Regions from separate parts of the Mus musculus genome. Here regions 2, 3 and 4 are each linked to region 1. Evidence: chromatin contacts called from public Hi-C and promoter capture Hi-C data. All regions are on one chromosome and are shown on one strand. The core of a region is the stretch at or near the end of the contact, and the rest is flanking DNA. Distances in the headings are between cores, read along the strand shown. Region 1 holds the start of Tctex1d1 (Tctex1 domain containing 1). Region 2 overlaps Sgip1 (SH3-domain GRB2-like (endophilin) interacting protein 1). Region 3 holds the start of Slc35d1 (solute carrier family 35 (UDP-glucuronic acid/UDP-N-acetylgalactosamine dual transporter), member D1). Region 4 holds the start of Sgip1 (SH3-domain GRB2-like (endophilin) interacting protein 1).

Region 1 (2,700 bases), core at 93-2,592:
TAAGACAAGCTAGCTTGTAACTCAATATGTTGATCAGACTGGCCTGGAATTTTCAGTAATCCTCACAACTGCCCCCTTAGCTCTGAGAAAAGAGCCACTATAGCCTTGGATTTTTGAGGGCTTTTAGTTCTTGTGTCTGACAGATGGTTTTAGAGAGGAAGCAGGTCTGGTACCTGGTACCATTTACACAGGCATAGTCCAGAAGGAAGGCAGAGAATGGGAAGCTGGAAAGCGTAAAGCAGGTAGAAAAAAGCATAGGAGAGCCTGTCTGGACTGCGAGTAAGGAAGCCCCGCCCCCACGCACTACAGACCACCAGCACTGCTGCCACCGCCCCATCCTCTCCTTGAATCTTGAATCCATACGCCTCCACCTCAGCCTCCCAAGCGTTGGGGTCGTAATTACACACTACGAATCCCAACACGAAAACATAAACCACAAAAGAAAACTAAAACTTTTTTGGTAAGTAGAACATCAACAAAATGAAGTATTTTCACAACGTATATAATAATATAGTTAGAGAACTGCTAGAATATCTATCCACAGGTATAGCGTTGCATGTTAACAATAAAAGGGGAAGCCAGTTTTAAATAGAGTCAGAGGAGATGGCAGTGCCCACAAGGGGAGTCTAAAGGCCAAGCAGAGTAAGAAGAGCTACACAAGCACACTGGAAAACCAGAGATGCGTAACTTAGAGCAAGGTGTCTTCTACACCCGTGCTGATAGCAAAATGCTGGCAGACAGAATAGCAAACATTGCTGAGGGCAGTGAGAATAAAAATAGATCCAGCTGTTTAGTGCACACATCATCTGGACATTAATAATATATAAATAAATAAAATAAAAATAAAACATTAAGTTCTGTAGAGGCAGACAGCTTAATTCCTTTCATATCTCCTAGTATGACATCTCAAAGACAGAACAGCACCTGCGCACAAAACTGTCCTTCATGGACTATTTTGATCAGTGAGTGAGCAGTTATTATTGCATTATGTGAATTCTTAAGTAATTAAGTCTTTTTTGCTCTAAAATAAATTCTGCTTACAAGTCCATTATATAGTAAGTCCGGAGTGACTTGTAAGATGAATTTACAACCTAGGAAAAGTGTTTATTCAAGTGTTTGGTACAAAGCAAGCTTTATTTTAGCTTTCTTATTGAAAAAGTCCATTTGCATCTATTCCAAAAACGAAAGGAAGGGAGAAGAAGGAAGGAAGAACAAGGAGGAGAGTAAGGGTTTCCTCTGCACTGGAAATATGGCAGGGCTGGCCACACCCCTCGTTAATGACGTCACAGTCATGTGACATAGCCAGGCCTCAAACACATCCAGCATCACCTCTCCTGATTGCAGTGTGGCTTTGAAACCATGCCTCCTTCAGGCCCTGCAGGAGATGTCTATCGTCTGGCCTTGACCATCAGTTCCGTTCCTCTCAGATGAACAGTAGCCCACCACGTCAAGAGCTGGCCCTGCGCTTTTACCCACACCTATGATTGTTCTGCCAGTCTCCTGTGCTAGGTTTTACATCTGTCAGTCCAGGGCTTGACTGTTCATGGGAGGTAGGTATATTCTGTGTCCTTCGAAAAACACCCTTACTCTTGGGGAAAAAAAAAAAGCTTCCCACAAGACGATACCTTCTACTGTTTTCTCATTTCTTTAATTTGTGAAGGTTTTCAACTTCTGTTTCCACTATAGCCTTCTAAAAAGATAGGCCAATTGGGATAAGATATCATGAAACTGCATGACTTCCACAAAGACGCACCATTTACTGCTAGGAAATGAGCTGGCATGCTTTAGGTTTTAAACATAATCAGAAGGGGAAAAAAAATCCATAGATAGTCTTAGTCCCCAGTTAAGCAAGTCTCTGTATATTGTATCTTTCTCTATATATCATATTCCAGGAGCATATTTAATTTTAAATGCATCTTTTGTGTGACCATCACTCTGGACTCTGACACATCATAGGCCATAAATTTTTGTTTAAAAGCTTTTTTAAAAATTAAAAAAAAACAAAAACAAAAAAACCCACAGAACCTATAGCCTTCTTTTCTCTGTGCACTGCAATGTCTATCTATCCACTAGAGGGCAGCACATGACTTTAATGACGCGCTTCCCCATCCTTCCTGAAGGCCCTCTTATGGACATGGGTGGCCACCAGTTACAAAGCCCAGGAATTTATGTTTGTTCTCAACAGTAACTCTTATTTCAAGAAACCTGAATACAATTCTGTCCTCAAAAGTAGCTCATGTACTTCCAAGCACAGCCTGGATTTTTACATGAAACTATACATATTTTGATTTTAAAATACCTTTATATAAGATATACTTCTCTTTTCTCTTTTCCCCTACTGTGAATGTGTTTGTTGAATGCTTACACCAGTTTTTAGATCAGATTCTCAGCACATGCCTGATGCCAGTACTTGAGGAACAAAGGTGGGGAGGATCACAGAGAGTTGGAGGCCAGCCTCGTCTACCGAGCAAACCCCAAGCCAGTCAGCACTGCACAGCAAGACACTGTCTCAATTAATTAAGATAAGATTGACTGCAGCATTCTCTAGGCAATGAGACTAGGTGTCGGAAAGGATTAGCTCGGCAGGTTGGATCACAGAACTGGACTTCATCCACTTGTAGTGTTGGGACATGTAGCCAATATGTTTATTGTATTTATGCCTGCAGTTGAAAGCTTAAATGCATTTAATAAGCAGATCAC
Region 2 (2,700 bases), core at 168-2,667, 130 kb before region 1:
GACAATGAGCTTTCTATGAGGTGACGTCCAGGTCCCCTAGAAGGCCACACACTGAGCAGTCGGCCACACCTGGGGGCGGGGGGGAGGGTGGCAAAGAGATGGAAAGGGAGAGGGAGAAGAAAAGAGAGTGGGAGAGAAAAAGAGAGAGTAGGAGGGGGGCTAAATGAGCCCCAGGGCAAGCTCAGCTAATTTGTATGTGGCCAAAGCCTTTCTTTCCCATTGCCAAGTCTATTAAAGTAAGTTATTCCTCACACCTTTGCCTCAGATGTCCCGTCTCTCTGAGGTCTTCTAATGAGGCATTACTTTATAGAGTCTCAAGTGTCTTTACTTAACTTCTCTTGAGTACAGAATTACTTACAGGAGAGCAAATTAATAACCTGGCTCCCCCCAACAGCGATGGCTAAAGGACAGGCTGTCTTGGGAAAGCTTTTGTTTTCATGAACCCCTGTTCTCAAATTGAATCATGGATCATACTTGGAGAAGGAACCATCCACACAAAAGGGTTCATAGAACGCTCGGGCAGTGTGCTGTCCCTCCAGCTTTAGATAATCCTTATATTAGCCTGCAATCAGTGAGACCTTGTTGGTGCCGGGCCTTTTTCAGAATTGTTGCAACCTGCTTAGGGTTGCTAGGCAACGCTAGGGTAGCAGCCAGCATCAACTTCAACTGATTGAACCTCCTCAGAGAGAGTGGGGCAAAAACCAGAGCTTCCTGATTTGATCATCATTAGAGAGGCTGATAGAGAGAGGAAGGGAGGGAGAGCCTTGCTAAGTGGCAGAATATGTGACTGCCCTGTTATCCTTCATTTTCACATAATTCAATAAGGTCAGTAACAATACCTCACTTCTAGAGATGAGACATCAGTGCCAGCCGGGGTTAGCAAGTTGCAGAAGGCCTTGATGTAAGCAAGGCTGAGAACAGAACCCTGCTCTAGAAAAGACGGGAAAGATCTGTAACCCAGACAGACCATTAAAGAGAAATGGCAACCGTTCCAGGAAACCAACATTTAAAATTAGAGGCCACACAAAGATGATGAATAACGAGGTTTAAAATAGAATTTATCCAATATAAAGTATCTCATTAAGAAAAGAAGAAAACTTATTAAAATGAAATACAGGTCTAAGGCTTGATTGGTTCTCTTATGGAATGCAGTATAAATTTGGCATTGTGTAGAAAATGGCGAATTAAAAGCTGCCTCTGTGTGTCCTGGTGAAGAACCCGTCTGTCTAATTCTGAAAGAGAAAGAATAGAGAAACGTCAGAAACTCACAGAGGGGATGGTAGGGCAGCTGGAGAGTGTGCACAAAAGGAAAGAAAGGCAGTATATAGAAAGAAGCAAAAGCCAACGAGATCCACAGAATCCTCCGACTGGAAGCAGCCTGAAGCAGCCATCAGCTAGCACCCACACACAGAGAGCTGCTTTGAGTCACCAGCGGGAGCCTAAAGCTGCAGTCTTCTGCAAGCACGGCATGTGGCTGTCCCGGAGAATGTGTGGAAGACCATAGATGAACAGCAGCATGGGAACACAAGAACTGTGCTGACCCAGGCCCGGTCCTGCCCAGCCCGTGAATGCATTTTCAGACTTTGTGGGTCACTCATCAGGGAAGGGGCCAGGAATCACAAAGGAAAAGAATGTCCAGCCACAGAGGTAAACACAAGCCTGCCAGCGCCCCCTCAACACTAATGCCTGAATGGAAAGCAGGCTTTCCAAGCACACCGGGAAGAGATGGGATTAGATGGCTTGCAGCCCCCATCGTCCCCCATTAGGACATTCTAACAGAAAGCTGTCCCCAGCACAGACGCTCACTCACTCACAAGGGGGGACATCTAAGTCCAACTTGTCTGGATCACTGAGAACAGGACCTCACTCCCCATCTGTAGGGACAGCTACAAGAAAAAAACTAACAAAGGAATGGGGGCAGCCATGTTATCCCACCTAAGAAAAGTACAAGCTAGTGGTATACTTCCCATTTCATTTTAATTTTCTTTGTTATTTTAATTCACACCTTTTCATCTCTCTTATATAGTTCCTTTTGGTCTGAATCTTGCCTGAACAGGCTTTTCCATCTCTTTTCCTGAGTCTCTTCCTTTGTATTTTCTCTATTAGTCCTCACACTTCTAACTCACATACTGGGGCTCTCCCATAGCTCACATCGCTCCCTGAAGATCTTCCCTCCTCCTCCTCCTCTCTTTTCTCTCTTCCTCCTCCTTCTCTTCTTCTCTTTTTCCTCTTCCTCCTCTTTCTCTTTTTTTTTTTTTTGGTGGGGGGAGAGGGTTGCTTGTTTTTCAAGACAGGGTCTTTCTGTGTAGCCTTGGTTGTCTTGGAACTCACTCTGTAGACCAGGCTGGCCTCAAACTCACAGAGATCCACCTGCCTCTGCCTCCCAAGTGCTGGCATTAAAGACGTGCATCGTCACCACCAGCTCCTTTTACCTAACTATTAACTCTAGCAGCTCTAAAACACTGTAAACTGCATTTTTTTTTCTTAAAGTACCCTGGTGTCCCTGTCTCCGAACCTTACTGGGAACATAAGTTTTTGGTTGGTTGGTTGGTTTTGTTTGTTTTGTTTTTATTCTGTATGTATACCAAGATTGCCATAAATCGCCATGTTTGAATATATAGTTTGCTTCACCCAAAAAATTGTAATGAGGGAGAAATCCAAGCAGAAACCATTTGACCAGAAGACTCCCATAAATTACAT
Region 3 (2,700 bases), core at 46-2,545, 230 kb after region 1:
ACATTTCTGTCGAAGTCAGGAAACTTGACTACTCTGAGTGTCTTTCCCACCCAGAGAACCGCTACCGTGGCCACCATCTGCAAACAGAGAACACACACAGATGCACTGTTCTGCATAGAAAGACACACACAGAACTTCTGACAACACAGACCACGGGATGCCCGAGATTCCAACTAACCTGGCCAAGTCCAACACATAGCGAGGATGGAAATCTACAAAAGGGGTAAAGAAAAGGGGGTTAAAAACGGCCAGAACGTCCTCAGAGCACAGGGAATTCAACTCCCACACTGTCAGCCTTAAAATGCGTTCTGATTCAACCCACAGCGATGCCTGCCCCTCCAATAAAAAACAAAAAATTAAAAAAAAAATCTTAGATTTTGTAGCCTAGGGCGACCACTTGTCTGGTCTTGTCCTGTTTTTTTTTACAATTCCCTTCAGCTTCCTGCAACGGATTTTTCCAGAAAGTTAAGCCGCGGAGACCTCGTCAACGGTTTTAAATCTTTTAAATGACTCTTGAGGGGAAACACAAGACACACACATACAAACTTCTGCCCCGGAGTCTCAGTGACAGCGGCGACGGCGCGTGGGCGTGCGGCCGCGCCGGTCCCGGGGCTGTCAGCCGCGCGGGTCGCTAGTCCCTGGGCACCGGCCTCGTTGTGCCTTCCCCCTTCACCCCCAGCCCTGGCCAGTGCGGCGGGGAGCGTGGCCGAGGGTATCCCCGGGTGGGCTCGAACCCCCGTCCCTGCCCGCCGCGCCGCAGCCGCCGCCCGCCAGCCCGGCCACCTGTAGTTGGTGAGCACGCTCTTGTTGACCACCACGATGAGGAAGGAGCTCACGCCGTAGAAACCGGCGGCCAGCAGCTTCAGGAACACCGTTAGCGTTTCGGCCGGCGCCATCCCCAGCTCCTCCTCATCTCTGTGTGTGGAGGATTTCGCGGGGGCTTCTCCTTTAACCGGAGCATGCTGACGTCTGTGGACTTCCGCCATGGCGGCGGTGGCGCCGGCGGCGGTGGCGGTGGCTGCCGCAACGGGCCTGCGAGCGAGCGGGGCGGCGGAGCGGCGCGGCGGCGGGGGTCTGGGCCTGGCGGTGCGGAGCGCGGTGCCGAGCGGGCTTGGCGGTGCGGGGCGCGGAGGAGCGCGGGCCTGGCGTGGCGGGACCCCGGCTGCGGGAGCGGGCCTGGCGGTGCGGGGCGCGGGCCCTGAGCTCCGGGGCTCCGCGATTGCGGGCCTAGCGTGGCGGCGGAGGCTCGGGAAGGACCCGGCGGCTCGCGGCAGGGCTTCGCGGGTTGTGCTGCCCACAGCTCCCCGCACTGCCGCCGCCCGTCCCCGCCCAGGGGTTGGGACACTGGGGTTCACACCCTCGGGGACTTTGCCCTGGCATGGTGCCTCGCGGGGTCAGGGAAGGGCCGGGGCTGGCTCGGCGGGGCTGGGGACCCGGCATGGGCTCCGGGAGCAGCCGGGACACTGCTGGGGGACCACTGAGCCGGGCTGGCGAGCACAGAGTTGCGCCTGCGCACGAAGGCGCGCTGGGTCCCCCTGCGGGGAGCATGGGGGTTTTGCGGGAGCTGGGCTGCAGGCCTAGAAGTACCTCCCTCCTTTCTAACGTGTGGCTGGCAGAGAAGTGATGCCCCTGTTGCATCCTCAGTTATCCCGAAAGCTCTTTTTTTGGCCTCACTTGCCGAGGGGTCAAAGGTCACACAAAGTATCAAACATGATTCAACAGTAAACAAAGATTTCATTCTGCAAAGTGAGACCTCTCATGCTTCTGAAATTCTTTTTGTTGTTTTTTGCTTGTTTGTTTTAGCTGGTATATCCAGAAAAGGCAAGGATGAGGAAAGTGTTGCAATAAGCCGCTCCTGGAATAGTAAAAAGTGCAAGGTGTTTGGAGCCTAAAGCTTTGTTCCGGTTTTAGGACTGTTTGAAACATTCCCTGTGCTCTTAGGCAGATTCGATGGTCTCTGCACCTTCATCTCACGACCTCTGTTGTGTAAAGCCAGTTCTGTTTTCTTGACACAGTGCAGTCACACAAGCAAAGAATACCTGTTGAAGCAAGGACGTTACATTCCTACTTTTAGAAAGTTTTGAATTATTCCCCCAAACTTCCCATCTTCTTAAGTGTCTTTTTTTTTTTTTTTAAACTGTGGTAAAAATATCAGTTTATTGTTTTAATCCTTGGATGTGCAACTCTCACCAGGCACCCTCCCCAAAACATTCACCGTGTCAGATGGAAACTCTTGTGGGAACGAAGCAATCATTTCCTGTTCTCTACTCCCCTCCTCAAAACCAAGTAACCTGTGTTGTGCTGTCAATCTCTGTGAATCTGACTATTCTGTATATCACACAGATGAGCAATCGCACAGTATTTACCCATCCGTGACTGGCTTAGGCCAGTTACACAATGTGTTCAAGGTACATGCACCCTGTACCGTGTCTCAGAACTGGAATTCCTGGCAGCCAGCATGGCATCCTTGACTGTTGGTAACCTCCTTTGCCCGCACCTCCAGATGCCTGGCTTTTCCCCTTTCCTGAGTTGTAGCTAAATCAACAACAAGGCTCACATCTCTCTTTCTTCACTTCCATTTCACAATGCCCCTCCCTCATCTCTTCTTGAATTATTACTTTTCCTTCTATATTGGGCAAAACGGTGCCTGTTTTCTGGGGAGCCTGTCTCCAGAGATCCCCTTCATGCCTTATAAAAAGT
Region 4 (2,700 bases), core at 152-2,651, 230 kb before region 1:
AGTATTTCATAGCCACCAATATCTCGTATTCCCTCTGGAGGAAAGAATCAGACTATGTCGAGATCTGGGTAATACTAAGTGAGGGTGTTATAAATGATCAGCCCTATTGTTAGTTTCTGACCTGATCTTCAATAAAGAGATTTTCATAGCCCCGGCTTTGCTATTCTTCCTTAGTTTAAAGACCTTTCTCTAGCCTTTTCATCATCTGCTCCCTACAGTGATAGGCCTTCCTTACTCGATTCAATTTATTTCTTTTTGCTTTGTTTTAGCCTGGTTAAACCCAGGATCACAGGACACCAGGCCTGGGAGTCCCTCCCTTTGAAGGACTCCTAGGACTTTTGATAGCACTCAGGTGACAGACCCTCAGCTCCACCAGACCTTGTGCCTGAACCTTTCCCCATTCTAGCAAGTTGCCAAGGCCCAGGCTCCGCCCATTCCTCCAGCGCAACCTGGACCGATTGCCTTCCTCTCTGGATTTCCCTTGGGGTGAACGACTGGGCTCCTAGGCGACTGAAGACTGCAGGAGGAGCGTCTTGCAAAACCTGCCATGTAGCAGCGGCTTCAGTTGGCAGCTGTAGCCGAGGCTGCAAGCGAGGCTCCCCACCTGGGGCAGGCGTCTGCCCAGCTCGGCTGGAGGACGCGGTGACGGAGGGCCCCCGCAGCCCCGGGGTCGCGGCTGCGGAGCGGAGTGCGTGGGAGGAGGCGACTCGCGCACGCCTGAGGCGGCCAACGCTTAGACTCTTGCCTTCAATCCCCCTCTCCCGCCTCTCGCCCCAGAAATGAGCTGGAGCATCGCCTGTTTGATTCCAGAGCCCGAATCGGGTGGGTTCTTTTGTTTCTTTGTTTTAATGACAGTTGCCAGCCCTTGGGCATGTCATGCGCAATTAATTTCCTGCTTCCTTTCAAGGCAGCTGGGATGAATTTTTTTTCCTGCATCATCCTTTGGGGGATGGTTGTTTATGATGTGACGTCAGCGAATTGATTTTTCTCTCGTGAATGAGAGGAAGAGACACACAAGGAGAGACAGAGAGACCTAGACAGAGAGACAGGGCGCGGGGGGTGTGGGGGCCAGAGAGACCTAAAGAGAGCGCGAGCCAGCCACAGATGACAGATGTGCACAGAGGCCAAGCGCTGACATTTGAAATTCCTTCAGGTCAAAGTGAGGTTGGAATGGGAGTGTAAACGTGTGTTGCTAAGATCTGGAATTACTAAGAAGTGTTTTCTTAAAAAAATAAGTAAAAGAGAGAAAAACGAAAAAAAAAAAAAAATCCCTGGGATCAGCCTCCTGGGCTTCTTTCTTGCTGGCATCCCCTGTCAGGGTGGCAGTTCAGATCATCGGGCGCCCCAGAGCCGCAATAGGCTTGCAAGGACCACGAGGAGGGGCGGGGGAAGTGCGTCACCAGGTGGGGAAGGGGCTGTGTGTTTGGAGAGGAGCGGGAGGCAGTGGGGGTAGCGAGCAATGGGGACGGGAAATGGGTTCCGTGCGCTCTCCGGGGGTATTGTGTCAGGAGATGCAGGCTGGCTACCATGTGACGCGGTCCAGAGCTGAAGGGATTGGCCGAGGCAGCGCAGGCGGTGCAGCTCGCCGGCTTGCTGTTCCTCTCTGCCTTTCTCTCACAGCATCTTCCTGGGAGACTGTAGGTGAAGCAGCACTAGCTGCATCCATGGCCGGTCTTTCGGGTTAACACTTGTCTCCTTTGGCTTGGCAGCAAGCAGAGCAGACCTCAGCGGCAGCTTTGTGAGGACTTAGCTGGGACCTGGAAGCGTATCCTCCTGTGTTTTTTCTGACTTCTTGGAAAATAAGGAATGCAATTCTGCCACCATGATGGAAGGTAGGATTCCCTCTGCTGTGGTTGGCTGGCTCCAGGCAAGATTTGGGTAGACCAGTATGGAAGAATGCATGCAGCCCGTGGTGTCTGTGTCTAGAACCTGGCTGCCAGGATTTTTGCAAGCAGATACTGCAGCTTGCTTGCAACCGGGCCCAGGCTTAGACTAATGGAATCAAACCACAGGGTTTCTGTCTAGCTCAGAATCTCCACAGCTCCCAGCCTCTTTGAAAAGAGAAAAGCCTAAGTGTTTGCAGAGAGCTGAGGCAGCCAAGAATAAGGTCTCAGAACAAACAAGTTGGGGAAGAAGATAAGGGGTTTCTGTGGAAGGTTAAGCACGCTGGTTAAATCTTTGCAATGGAAAGTATTTTCCGAAATTGATATTAGACAGAAGAGGTCATCGAGAGAGTTATCTATGCTGGCATTTTCAGTGAACTGCTTACATATCTTATAAGATATTCTGATCTTTGAGGTTTGCATTATAGTATTGGAGTGAGGGGTGCAACAAATTTGGTTCATAAACTGGAGTTTTATGAGGGCTGTCATTGCAGCAGAATGAACGATCTAAGAAAAAGACCTGGGCCTCTTTGCTCCTTCATCAGGTTCAGACCAGTTCGTAGAGGAAATGGCTCTTAGTTTAGCATCAAGTGATTAGTTGCTGATTATCTTACTGCATTTAATACTAAGTGTAGGGAGGACCTTCCCCTGGGAGATGCTATTTAAACTACATTTTATTCTACCAGCTTGCCCTTTCCAGTCTAAGATAGTGACAGCCAACATCACCTCAGAAAAAGCAACAAATTGGTCAGAGAAGAAGCAGACAGCTCTATGTTGCCTTTGATTATCTGTTTTCACATTGCAGGATGGGGTAAAA

The links. Hi-C and Micro-C count contacts between places; a contact is called where the count stands out from the background. Capture Hi-C pulls out chosen DNA fragments and counts their contacts.
Region 2: a Hi-C map of the N1E-115 cell line shows a contact between it and region 1, with 4 times the contacts expected there. The contact joins the enhancer-like site here to the promoter of Tctex1d1 in region 1. A contact is called at or near these places in 5 of 484 Hi-C or Micro-C datasets (the N1E-115 cell line, Th1 cells, erythroblasts and 1 more) and 1 of 9 other capture datasets (pancreatic islet).
Region 3: a promoter capture Hi-C map of liver shows a contact between it and region 1. The contact joins the promoter of Slc35d1 here to the promoter of Tctex1d1 in region 1. A contact is called at or near these places in 8 of 39 promoter capture datasets (the C10 cell line, the HPC-7 cell line, cranial neural crest and 4 more), 16 of 484 Hi-C or Micro-C datasets (CD4 T cells, CD8 T cells, DN3 thymocytes and 9 more), 5 of 115 datasets of contacts at active chromatin or transcription factors (double positive thymocytes, effector CD8 T cells, embryonic stem cells and 1 more) and 5 of 9 other capture datasets (adipose tissue, embryonic stem cells, liver and 2 more).
Region 4: a promoter capture Hi-C map of adipose tissue shows a contact between it and region 1. The contact joins the promoter of Sgip1 here to the promoter of Tctex1d1 in region 1. A contact is called at or near these places in 4 of 39 promoter capture datasets (cranial neural crest, hippocampal neurons, maxillary cranial neural crest and 1 more), 4 of 484 Hi-C or Micro-C datasets (the HPC-7 cell line, the N1E-115 cell line, muscle stem cells and 1 more), 3 of 115 datasets of contacts at active chromatin or transcription factors (astrocytes, embryonic forebrain and embryonic hindbrain) and 2 of 9 other capture datasets (adipose tissue and pancreatic islet).

The regions. Positions count from the first base shown.
Region 1 is chr4:102,985,037-102,987,736 of GRCm38.p6, forward strand. It overlaps Tctex1d1 (Tctex1 domain containing 1), which reads left to right and starts at 1,343. Exons shown (of 5, transcript NM_001163767.1): 1 at 1,343-1,550. All of the region lies in intron 1 of Gm12709 (predicted gene 12709), which reads right to left.
Region 2 is chr4:102,854,819-102,857,518 of GRCm38.p6, forward strand. The region is part of intron 2 of Sgip1 (SH3-domain GRB2-like (endophilin) interacting protein 1); the gene reads left to right. Among named protein-coding and RNA genes, the nearest start is that of Sgip1, 96 kb to the left of the region's middle. Within about 2 kb of position 1,418, at least 57 of the 459 cell types and tissues checked have an H3K27ac peak or open chromatin away from gene starts, as enhancers often do. A contact at or near this core is called in the N1E-115 cell line, where this site is marked.
Region 3 is chr4:103,213,881-103,216,580 of GRCm38.p6, forward strand. Slc35d1 (solute carrier family 35 (UDP-glucuronic acid/UDP-N-acetylgalactosamine dual transporter), member D1) reads right to left here and starts at 1,296. Exons shown (of 12, transcript NM_001356276.1): 1 at 784-1,296; 2 at 179-212; 3 at 1-77. The coding sequence starts at 986. Gm46864 (a long non-coding RNA gene) reads left to right here and starts at 1,063. Exons shown (of 3, transcript XR_001784379.1): 1 at 1,063-1,117.
Region 4 is chr4:102,758,734-102,761,433 of GRCm38.p6, forward strand. Sgip1 (SH3-domain GRB2-like (endophilin) interacting protein 1) reads left to right here and starts at 1,402. Exons shown (of 26, transcript NM_001285852.1): 1 at 1,402-1,832. The coding sequence starts at 1,823.